4 separate regions of the Mus musculus genome follow, and all the other regions are linked to region 2. Evidence: chromatin contacts called from public ChIA-PET, Hi-C and HiChIP or PLAC-seq data. All regions are on one chromosome and are shown on one strand. Each heading gives the region's core, a stretch centred on a gene start, on an enhancer-like site or on the middle of the called end of the contact. The rest is flanking DNA. Distances are from core to core; before and after follow the strand shown.

What was found. HiChIP or PLAC-seq counts read pairs in DNA pulled down with a chosen protein or histone mark. Hi-C and Micro-C count contacts between places; a contact is called where the count stands out from the background. ChIA-PET counts read pairs in DNA pulled down with a chosen protein or histone mark.
Region 1: a contact with region 2 is called in a Hi-C map of the MNK3 cell line, with 4 times the contacts expected there. The contact joins the enhancer-like site here to the promoter of Nemp2 in region 2. A contact is called at or near these places in 4 of 39 promoter capture datasets (the C10 cell line, the HPC-7 cell line, pre-B cells and 1 more), 3 of 15 datasets of contacts at CTCF or cohesin (large pre-B cells, pro-B cells and stem cell-derived epiblast-like cells), 95 of 484 Hi-C or Micro-C datasets (3T3-L1-derived adipocytes, the AML12 cell line, B cells and 61 more), 9 of 115 datasets of contacts at active chromatin or transcription factors (the HPC-7 cell line, acute myeloid leukemia, astrocytes and 6 more) and 3 of 9 other capture datasets (adipose tissue, liver and pancreatic islet).
Region 3: a contact with region 2 is called in a RAD21 HiChIP or PLAC-seq map of pro-B cells, with 7 times the contacts expected there. The contact joins the enhancer-like site here to the promoter of Nemp2 in region 2. A contact is called at or near these places in 2 of 15 datasets of contacts at CTCF or cohesin (large pre-B cells and pro-B cells), 2 of 484 Hi-C or Micro-C datasets (the HL-1 cell line and bone marrow-derived macrophages), 11 of 115 datasets of contacts at active chromatin or transcription factors (bone marrow-derived macrophages, cardiomyocytes, embryonic forebrain and 6 more) and 1 of 9 other capture datasets (pancreatic islet).
Region 4: a contact with region 2 is called in an RNA polymerase II ChIA-PET map of effector CD8 T cells, with 88 read pairs. The contact joins the enhancer-like site here to the promoter of Nemp2 in region 2. A contact is called at or near these places in 8 of 39 promoter capture datasets (the C10 cell line, the HPC-7 cell line, the SN4741 cell line and 4 more), 2 of 15 datasets of contacts at CTCF or cohesin (large pre-B cells and pro-B cells), 45 of 484 Hi-C or Micro-C datasets (the BV-2 cell line, the C10 cell line, CD4 T cells and 32 more), 7 of 115 datasets of contacts at active chromatin or transcription factors (DN3 thymocytes, the HPC-7 cell line, bone marrow-derived macrophages and 3 more) and 4 of 9 other capture datasets (adipose tissue, embryonic stem cells, liver and 1 more).

What each region holds. Positions count from the first base shown.
Region 1 is chr1:52,863,019-52,865,765 of GRCm38.p6, forward strand. Hibch (3-hydroxyisobutyryl-Coenzyme A hydrolase) reads left to right here. Exons shown (of 14, transcript NM_146108.2): 5 at 2,531-2,611. Among named protein-coding and RNA genes, the nearest start is that of Hibch, 19 kb to the left of the region's middle. Within about 2 kb of position 1,378, at least 9 of the 459 cell types and tissues checked have an H3K27ac peak or open chromatin away from gene starts, as enhancers often do. A contact at or near this core is called in the MNK3 cell line, Th17 cells, Th2 cells and 1 more, where this site is marked.
Region 2 is chr1:52,629,276-52,632,046 of GRCm38.p6, forward strand. It overlaps Nemp2 (nuclear envelope integral membrane protein 2), which reads left to right and starts at 1,430. Exons shown (of 9, transcript NM_001142647.1): 1 at 1,430-1,576. The coding sequence starts at 1,483.
Region 3 is chr1:52,418,204-52,420,934 of GRCm38.p6, forward strand. No RefSeq gene overlaps it. Among named protein-coding and RNA genes, the nearest start is that of Gm23460, 25 kb to the right of the region's middle. Within about 2 kb of position 1,423, at least 11 of the 459 cell types and tissues checked have an H3K27ac peak or open chromatin away from gene starts, as enhancers often do. A contact at or near this core is called in pro-B cells, where this site is marked.
Region 4 is chr1:52,798,186-52,800,885 of GRCm38.p6, forward strand. Inpp1 (inositol polyphosphate-1-phosphatase) reads right to left here. Exons shown (of 6, transcript NM_008384.2): 2 at 1,100-1,351. The coding sequence starts at 1,303. Among named protein-coding and RNA genes, the nearest start is that of Inpp1, 18 kb to the right of the region's middle. Within about 2 kb of position 1,391, at least 252 of the 459 cell types and tissues checked have an H3K27ac peak or open chromatin away from gene starts, as enhancers often do. A contact at or near this core is called in the BV-2 cell line, CD8 T cells, DN3 thymocytes and 28 more, where this site is marked.

The sequences.
Region 1 (2,747 bases), core at 128-2,627, 230 kb after region 2:
TTCACCAAATTTACAAGTTTATGTAAACCACTGCATTATGAGTAGGAAGGAAACCCATGTAGCGTCAGGATCGGAGTCACATGATCACTCAGATTAAAGTAACTGCAAGTTAAAATTGCTTCATGATGGAAAACTTAATTGCTTAAAGCGATGTGTTAACCGAATTGTGGTTTTGCCTACAACATGAATTCTTTAGGTGTGTATGCATTATACATACATCTGTGCCTGTGTGTGCATGTGTGTGACTGTGTGTATGTGTGTGTGCCTGTGTACTTATGACTGTGTATATGAATGCTGGAATACCTGTGACTGCATACACATGTGATATAAAATGTGTGTGTGTGCACGTGTATATCTATAACTGTATGTGTGTGAGACTGTGTGTGTGCATGTTCCTGTGTACCTGTATGTGTGTGCATGAGATACTGTGTGTGTGAGAGAGACTTTGTGTGAATGTGTGACTATGTACCTGTATGTGTGGCACATGTTTGTCTGTGTGCGTACCTGTATGCCTTTGCCTATGTGTGTGTGCACCAAATGCCTGTGCCTGTGTGTGTTATACTTGTGTTTGTGGTGTGTGTGTATACATATGTACAACTGCATGTACACTAAGAGTCAAACCTGAGTCTCATACATGCCTGTGCTCAATCTCTTAATGAGTGTACCATGAATATTGTAAAATTATTGTTCATTTCCCCCAGGGGGCCTTTTCTTTAGAGTAGGGCTACAATCTTGTCAGGCTCCTTATTGGAACACCAAATGCTTTGATTGAGGTTAGCTGCTTTGAGTTGTGAGCAGTTTTTGAAAATGAGTTGTTCTAGTTTGAGTCACTGTTCTGTGATGAAACGCTGTTACCAAAACAACTTACAGGAGGAAGGGCTTATTTTAGCCTATGGTTCTGGGGGAGAGTCTGAGACAGGGAGGAATGGTAGTAGGCAGCCAGAGCAGGGCACTGAGAGAGCTGGGGTTATCTCCATCTTTAAGTGGGGTGAGGCTGTCCCAGTGATTATAACTCTCAGGCCCTCTCCAAACAGCACCACAACCCATGGCCAAGTGTTCAGATAGCTGAGCCTACTGGGGACATTTCTAACATAAATACCACCCACAACTGACTTTATAGTCTTCTTTAGACACAGTAGAAGTTCCATAATTGTTCTAGCGTATATGTACAAAACAATGCATGTGATTTCTAGAAAATTCTACAATAAGTAGATACTTTAAAGGTGAATGTAATTTAATTTTAATTTATATGTAACTAGGTGATTTATATAAAATTAGCTTAAAATAAAATTAGAAGGAACCCTGAGGAAGTTTGGGGGTGAAGTTAGAGTCTGAGAGTTGGTAGGGAAGCCTTTAGCTCAGCAAAGGGCAACAGATAAGGGTTTTCCCCTTCAGGAACTATCCCTCATTTGCATCATAATAGCAGTCTCAACAGATCTTTCTTAGGAGACTCTAGTTGGCCCTTGGTGTCTGACATTCTGCCTTATGGATTCAACTTACTATAGATGGGAAATATTTGGGAAAAATTTTGTACCAAATAGGTACAACCTTTTTGTCTTCTCTTTCTCCTCTAGATGCCATGTGGCAACAGTTTACGCTAGGTGTTATAGATCACCTAAAGGAGACTCACAGTGCATAGTATGATACCATCCCCTCCAAGAAACTTGGGCATCTGTGGATTTTGGTGCCTGGGTCAGTTAGTATGCCACAGTGGCCACAGAATTTGGAGTGATACTTACATGTACTGTCCTCTTAAATGACACAAACATTGGATCAGGTACAGGGAAGTGGCTGTGAAACTTCCATGCTCTCTTGGCTGTGTGAAACTTCCTCATGGGGATCTATTAAATCTCGAATTTCAGAGCTCAGAGCAAAGCACAAACATAAACCAATGGCATTGTTCAGGATATATTCTCTTGATAAATTATCTGTAATTATTCTGGAGCCTTTGGATTTTCTGAAGACTTCATTATGTAAGCATGAGTTTAACTTAGAATGACATGCAGAAATGTGATTGGTGAATAGGTCTAAGCTAATGCAAGTAACCAAGTGGGACACTGCTTCCTCTGCTCATTTTTTTCCTCTGAAGTCTGGAAGAGGACTCTTCAAATGAGGGTCTTGTGATACAGGTCAGAATGTCTCTATAACCAGCTCTAAGTAGTGGGAGGGAAAGAACAGAGACTGTGACCTGCTTTGAGCAGAGAGGTTCTAGTGTTTGTGACCTACTTTGAAAAGGGACTTAAGGAGCCAGAAACTGTGGGTGAAAGATCAGATTGTGTGTGTGTGTGTGTGTGTGTGTGTGTGTGATGTACTTACAAAAGAATTTTTCTTTGAAAATTTGACATTGGATCATGGGTCTCTGCCAAAGGGTAATGTGTCACCAACATGGGTAACTTCAAACATTAAAGCCATCTGACAGTTCCCCTGCTTTCAGCACTTAATGATATCTGAGACTGTATTGACCAGAAGCCGTCTTTATGATTTGTAGTTGCTCTTGCCTTCATTTTCTTCTCTTTTCCTCCTTCCTTAGCACTCTCAGAAGCTAAAAAAGCAAGACAGAATTTAACTCAAGATTTATTCAGAGAAGAATACATCTTGAACAATGCAATTGGTATGTGTGTGATCTGCTCTGAGCTTTGAACATGGAATCCAGAGATGGAACGGCACTGTAGTCTGTTAAAATGCAACCAATAGGCACTCTTTATGGAAACATTCCTACTGATCATACTGATAAAATTATTTTCTTT
Region 2 (2,771 bases), core at 180-2,679:
TTCCAATAATGAAGGTTTATTTTTAAAAATCAGCCCCTAATAATTTCCTTAAAAAAAAAAACTCTGAGCTTTTACAGCCACATACTAGGTATACACATATACGGGGCATTTGGTGAAAGCCTCCTTTAGATAACTCAGAGACATTCTTTCCTATTTAGACCATTAAAAAAAATTGAAGCTGAGTTATTAAAAAAAAAAGATTTCTATTATATCGAGCTTAGTGCTGTTAGTGGAAGACTGGAATTAGAGAAAAGAACACAACTTCTTACTCTAGCTTTGTGTGTGTGGTGGGGCAGGGATGGGGATCAGAGGAAGGTTAAATTAGGTCTCATGTAGCCAGACTAGCCTTGGATCCCCTATGCCACTTAGGCTCACCTTACCCATCATTAACTCTGTTTCTCAAATGGTGGGATTACAGTCCACTACCACCACACTCTTCTGCCCTACTTCAAGTATGAAATAGTAAGTCACACTGAAAGGTTTCCAGAGACCAAAGAAGGCTTGCTCTTAACACAGAATTATCCTGATCATCAATAAACCATAGGGCTCAGAAACTGTGAGTCTCTTTCTAGGACAGACTATTCTCTTGTGGTTGGTGGTGGCTTTCTCTGCTCCCCAGAGTGGTTTACTGTGCAGCATTCCAGTTTCTTGGAGTCTTCTGTCTCAATAGGCTGACTTTAGAGAGCTATCATCTCTGCCAGGTTGGTTATGTTTAGAACACTCACTATATCTTTGAATTTTTAAAAATACAATCTCATTTTTAAAAGAAGGCTTATTTTTTAATTTAAGTGTATGGGTGTTTAGCTTGTGTGTATGTCTGTGTACCATATGTCTGCAGAATTCAGAAGAGGGCAGTTGATTCCATGAAACTGTAGTTACATATGTTTGGGGCTGCTGCCATGTGCACGCTGGGAAACATGGGTTCTCTGGAAGAGCGATAAGTGTTCCTAAGCACTGGACCATCTCTCCAGCCTCCAGATCTCTATTAAAGTAACACTTTATTAATAGTGAACTTATATAACCCTTTTGGGTTTTTTTTTTTTTTTTGAAAGATACTGTGTTCATGAGCTTAGACACAAATTATTTAAGCACCAAATTTCTCAACTTGTTGCTTAAAAAAAAAAAAAGGAAGAGGTGAAAGGAGGGACAAACAAACAAACAAGTCAGGCTTTTGTCTAAGTGGGGCTTGCTGGTCTTATTTCTGAGAGGGTGCATGTGAAGAGCCTGCCTTTCTGAGTGGCCCGCACCAGTGCTCTGAGAACCCTGCGCGGGGCTCCGGCGTGTTTTAAACTGCCCGCCAACTCTGCAAGCTGGCCCAGGAGCAAGAATCGGGAAGGCAGGTGATCGCCCCCTGGAGGCCACTGGGAGAGCCGCTCGGCGGACCGCGGAAGGGCGGGGCCGCAGCCGGCTCCGCCCCTGCAATCCCCTCCCTCCGCTTTCCCGCTCTTGGTCCGCTGCGCCACTTCCGCCGCTCTGGCCGCGATGCTGCCTAGGTTGTGGTGGCTGGTGCTCTGGCTGCAGCCCCTGGCTACACTGCCAGCGAGCGCGGTGCACGACGAGGAGGCAGCGATGTCAGGTAACCCCGGCTCCGGGCGGGGGGGCCTCCTTTCGGCGCCGCAGGGTCACGCGCGGCCGCGGCCAGGCCCCGCCCCTGTCTGCGGGCATCGGATACTTCAGTGTTTTGGTTTGTTCAGGATCACACCGCTGGACAACCGCACAGCTGGCCCTTTGTCTGCAGTTTATGTCTGAAACCTTATTTTATCTGTCTTCAGAAATCTCAGGAAACTCAAGGCTAGAGAAGGATAGAAGCTTCAGAAAGGAACCGAAATTCTGTTTCTGATTGGCTGCTGTGACCTGGGTAGCTGGTCATATGCAAAATACTGCTGATGCTCCAGCATTGAACCAGGTGCACAGGAAGTCTCAGTGAGCTACTCAGACTGTTTGGGGTGCTTAAGATTCTGGCTCAGAAAGCTGTAGCAGCAAAACGCAGTCTCCACGAGTTTAACATTTATTTCTACCATTCACTACATCCTTCAAAAGATTGCTTGTTTGTATTCTTCATTACATGGTCACTTACAGACTCAAGGGAGGCTGTCAAGATACAGACTTTCAATTGGATAATATTCCGACACCGACAAAGTTAGTAGGGTGTCTAAGACTGAAAGAGAGAATGGATGTTCAGTAAGCAGTTATTAGCTTCTGTCACACCTTGTGCCCATACTGGTATCTTGCAGTGAGTTACACCTTAGGGGACGGTCTGTGGTCAGCTTTTCATTGAACAGGAATGTGTTAATTAACTATTTTGTGCTATGCAGGGCTGATTTGCTCTAACTGCATTGTCTTATACTGATTATTCATATATGCCCATTTTACATGCTAGAGAACAAAGAATTGGTAGTAAATATAATAGGTACTTGTGAAAATATAAAACAGTTTGAGGAGGAGGGCTCCTGGGCGTGGCAGCAGAGGGGTAGAAGTAGTTATATAGATTCAGAATCTTGGGCTCTAGTGCAGTTGTTGATTTAACCTGTAGGTGTCGTATTCTCCAGGGCACACAGGTATTATTTCTGCTCCTTTTATTTGCTTCAAGGAACTCAGTTTTTCAAGTTTTGCTGCTGTATGGGTCACCATATAGCCCTAGCAGATCTGGAGATTTTTACATAGACCAGGCTGGCCTTGGCTGTACAACATTCCTGCCTCTACCTCCCAGGTGAAGGGTTTTCAGAGCTGTACTGTTGCGCCTAGCTTAATAGTCCTCAGTTGTGTTAAAG
Region 3 (2,731 bases), core at 173-2,672, 210 kb before region 2:
ATTTATGTCTTTCTTCATGAGATGGAATTTTAGATCTGAATCTTGCTTTTTAGGTGTGTTGGGGTATTCAGGGCTCACTGAGGTGGGAGAACTGGGTTCTGATGTTGCCAAGTGGCATTGGTTTCTGTTGCTTATGTTCTTCAATTTGCCTCTCACCATCTGGTTATCTCTGGTGTTAACTGGCCTTCCTGTCTCTGACTGGAGCCTGTCCCTCCTGTGAGCCTGGTTATGTTGGGCCTCCTTGAGCCAGGCTGTCTCTAGGTATGGGATGGAGTTTGGAGGGCCTGATCTCTGAGGCTGGCTGTGTCAGAAATCCTTGAAGACACACTGTTTCTGGCTATGGGCAGGGTTGGGATGGGGGCTGGAGTACAGGATCTGGTTCCAGGCTTGATTCAAGCCAGAAGAAATGTGTGTCTCCTGCTGGTGTGTGTGTGTGTGTGTGTGTGTGTGTAGTTCCTAATTCCTCTGGTCCCCAGGGGTGTCTCAGTTAGGCCAGGTATTGGGGGTGGGGCCTGGAGCCTCACTTGTGATTCTGTGTATGTCAGGACTCCTGGGGGAGGTCAAGCTATCTGTGGGGGTGGGTTGGGTGGGGGAAGGCTAGAGCACACAGAATCAGCTCCTAGGTGCAGTTGCAATCCAGAAGAAATGTATGTCTCCAGCTTGGAGGAGTTCCTGCTTCCTCTGGGCCCTGGGGCACAGGGTCCCAGTTAGGCCAGGTATTGGGGTGGGGGCTGGTGCCTCACCAGTCATCCTAGGTGAGTCAGAACTCCAGTAAGATGTTTTCTTTATCCCGTTTCTTGTCTAAGATCAGCAGAACAAATGATACAAAGATATAGCATGTGTGTCTATTCTGGAGAGTTAGAAAAAAAATACCCTTTTCCTATTTGCTTTTCAAGATATTCATGACATTTCTAGAAATGTTACTGACCTGATACGATAACCTGTAACTCTATGCCATATTTAAATTCGTTGTGGGAAAACCAAATCCATTTCTACTGACGATGTTCAAACCCTAGTGAGCACTGATTTCTGAGCTCTGTTTTGCAGTCCAAGGTCCCAACCTCAGAAGTTCTAGGTCATCTTCTCAGAACCACGTGCACTACACAGTGCACAAGAATGGCCATCATAGCGTATGACCAGCCTTCTTTTCCCTCCCCTAGAGTCATGTGCAAGTGGAGCAGATGAGGCAAAGGTTTGTGTGTAGAGTGCCTGGGTAGGCATAGGATTTTCCAGCATTCCTAGGGAAGGCTGAAGCAACTGCACATTTTTCTGCCCCATTTGTTTTCATCATCATTGAAATGAAATTCCCGTCAGAAAAGCAGGTGCATCTATTTTTAAGCCTTAGATAGTCCTTTCTTTACAGTGGGCAGGTGACTGGCTGGAAATGACTCAGAGCCAGAGTATGAGCTGCAGCCCATCTCCCCTGTGGGTGCATGGCAGGATGCACATGGTGGCTAGTGACGCTCAGCTTGTGTTCACAGTCATTGTGGAAGCTATACCTTTTTAAAGGCTTTCAGTGTAGTGGGTTCCACTAATACTTGTCTGATAAACTGTGCTTCAGAAGTAGACAGAGTACATTAGTACAGGTTTTATAGTTAGTGTAATCACACCACAGTTAAGTATTCCAGATTCTACCCCAATGATTGCTATACAGCAGCAATTTTATTATGGACCCCGTTTCCTCAGTAATTTAAATAGACGTTCTTATTCAAAACTTTTTAATGTTCACTTGCTATATGCTGCTCCAAGAACCCTGGGTTTACCCTTGATGCCAATATGATCACACTCCCCTCAAGTTGTCTGTGTTCTTCTCAGTGTTTCCTTTACAGATCTCTGTTCAGTTTGATCAGTAGTTTGTTGTGACAATGGAGGAGCACAGATTGCCCCACATTTGGTACGGCCATTGCTACTCAGGCTCTACACTATTGGGCTGAATGTCATCTCTAGGAGACAATGTTCAACCTGCTCACAGTCCAGGCAGACTTTCAAGTTTTCCCAATGTTGGGACATTTCAGAAAATACACTTTAAACACAGAACAATCCACCAAAGTCTTGAGAATCTGCCTCCATAAGCTGCATTCTTTCATAAAAATAAAACTCAGGGGGCTGGAGAGATGGTTCCGTGGATAAGAATATTTGTTGCACAAGGATGACAACCTGCATCTGACCTCTCAGCACACACGTAAAACAGCTGGGAGTGGCTGTGTTCACCTGTCAGAGGGAGAGACAGGATGGTCACTGGGGCTTACATGGTCACCAGCTGAGCTCCAGGTCCAAAGCAAGGCCATGTCATAAGGAATAAGGCAAAGGGGGATAGAGTGGAATGCTCGATATCTTCTTCTGGCCTCTGTGTGTATATATGTACACTTGTATGCACATATAGCACACACAGACATGCACATGCACAAAACACACACACACACACACACACACACACACACACACACACACACACACACACACACAGAGGCTTCATTTACTTAATATTTGGCTATGGAGGTGCAGCTGAGCCAGAGATTTGCTGTGCTATGAAATTCACCTTTCCTCTGAAAAAGATGACCTTTTGCATTCTGGGCACAAATAAATTGATATTTCCTACCTTTCCTTCTAGTACAGTAAAAAAATTGTCTGATTTGAAGCCAAGAGGTCACATAGGAAAAAAAACCAAACACCCAGAGGGCTGGGGGTAGGTAGAGATGTTGCAGAAAGGGTGCACACACATCATTGTAGA
Region 4 (2,700 bases), core at 141-2,640, 170 kb after region 2:
CCCATAAAATGTTGACATATATCCAGTCCAGTTGCCCAACCCGCCTTTGTATCCAAGGGTCTCCACTGGTAACAACAGAAAACAAGCTTCCTTCATTTAGCTCACCAAAGCCAGGTAGTAAAGGGCATGAAAAAATATATAGTCTATGGAGATTTTGTATAATTCATGTATTCTCTTCTCACACTGGTGGTCAAGATTTTACTGAATTCTACAGTAGTCCTCAGGTTTAAAAAGTTCAATAAAGATATTGAAGTGTTTTATATTATTTTCTATCATAAAGTTCCATCCTCCCAAATTTAAAAAAAAAAAAAAGAAGGTGGGGCGAGTTATATAAAAGACGACAGAATGCCCAGTGACACAGACTTAGAAACCATTTCCTATGTTGAAGAACTCAAGCTGTCATGCTGGGCAGCGTCAATTCAGGCAACTTACTCCAGCTCTCTGTGACAGCTTCATCCCAGTAGAACAATGGCTCTAACCTTACAGAATTCTTATAGGGGTAACAAAGTCAAGTCCATGCAGCCTCAGTGAGCACTGCTTGCTGGTGTTACTGCTACGACTCAAGAAGCCTGGCTTTTTCTAGCCATTTCCACACATAGAATCACAATCAGTGTTTGTCATGACCATATTTTTATAGTAGAATAAAGGGAGAGTTCGCCTAATTCCAAGCCCATAACCAAAGCAAAACATTAGATAAATGGTTTAGCTGAGAAGCCAAACACTGCTCTGAAATAAGTGGGTCAGAGCGTGGACACACAGAAGGAAGCGTCAGTGGCCCTCGGGAGCATGTAGCTCAGTGTGCTCTGGTGCAGAGAGCATATATTATTTATTAACAAGAAACCCATCAATAAGTAAGAGGGTCAATACCATATACTCAGGTTAGGAATCTGAGCACTCTCATCCTGTTTGCTTTTCTATACTTCAATGATTTCCTGCAAAGACCATTTTAATACTGTAATAAAAATAAGGCAAGGCTGCAAGGTGTTTGTTTGGACCTAAGAGAACATAAGAGTCAGTAAAAGGCCTGCTGTTTATTCTGAGGGAACCAGAGGAAGCACGGAGGCAGGTGTCCTGCAGCCACCGTGGCCTGACCTCTTACCTTGTTTTCCATGTTCTGTTTTATAACTTCCTGCACCAGCACATCCGCCAGGGTCTTGAAATCTGCAGCAAACTTCTTGTTCTTCTCTGCACCTTTCTTCTCCTCAATGAGCAGCTGGAAGAGGGTCTCCTGCTGCCTGCACGCCCTGGCGATGTTAGCAGCCTTCTCGGAGACACAGAGCAGCTCCAGGAGGATGTCTGACATTTCTAAAGCCTGCTTCTTTCTCAGCCTCACCCACCCTCTGGCTCACAGCTGCAAGAACACAAGAATATGAAAGAGAAAGCAGTTCAGGGATGATGTCAGGGCGTCTCTCCCACTAACACATAGCTGGCAGCAACCTGTCAGGGAAGCTGACCTGCTAGTGAGTCACCGCACATTTTCAGCGTGCAAGACTGCAGTTACAATCTAAAGATTGAAACAAACGTATTTCTCAAAAGTCTTGTAAACCAATTACACTCTTAAAGAAACTGAATGTTCAGTGAAAGAAAAAGAAAAAGCCTTGAATTAGAATTTATGTTACAGGGCCATAGCAAGACAGAGTGTCACGACGTCCGAGGAAAGGCAGATTGCTACAAGGTCCTTAATCATGACACAGCTTTATCTCAATTACATTGACGTAATTCTCTTCTCTGTGAGAATGGTGAGGGATGACAATCATGCTGCCAGATCCATGTGCTAAGTGGATGAGCAGCAGGCATTGTGTCTTCCAGACTCTGAGGCCGGTCTTGGGCAAGCACTATAAAGCAGCTCACAGCCAACTCCACTCAAACATTCCAGGGACATATTCCATCTGCCACCAAGTAGCAGCCTACACACCAAAGCAAGGGGACTTACACCTTGTTGGACTTGAGAAGTTCTGTCTTCTAAGAACCATGTAGTATGCCTACATCATTATTTCTATTCTTTATTTCTTCTCTCTCTCTCTCTCTCCCTCTCTCTCTCTCTCTCTCTTTCTTTCTTTCTTTCTAGACCTGGCTGTCCTGGAACTCATTCTGTAGACCAGGGTAGCCTGGAACTCAAAAGATTCGTCTGCGTCTGCCTCCCAAATGCTAGGGCTAAAGGTGTGTGCACCACACCTGGCTCCTATCTACTGGTGCTGCCTCAAAATGCTTCTGTGGTCCTCTTCCTGTTCAAAGCCTGAGTCGTTCTGCTTCCTCTGTCGTGAGATTACCCTGCCCTGTGTGACATACAGTTTGGAAACGGAAGCTTAGAGGGTTGAGCAACTTCTAAAAAAGGTTACACAAGACTAAAACATGGGGCTCAGAACTGCCCCCACACACCCCACATCAGGTTTCTTTATTATCACAACAGTTTCCTCTATGAAAAGAAGCTTGAGGCTGGGAACCACTCAGCTGTGAAAACACTGATGTGGGGGTGTGGCAAACTGTTAGAGCCTGCTTGTCTTAAGTCTGTTCAAAAAACAATTTTTTTTTCTTCCTGAGGAAATATGTTCCTCAACAGAAATAAAGGAAAGATGACCAACACGGAGAGATGTCCCTTGTCACAACTGCAGTTGCTTTACTGCCAGTGGTCGTCTCTGGAAGGCAGTAGTAGACAGGTGCTAACTCCCTGACACTGGAAACACACAGGCTTCCAGGGAG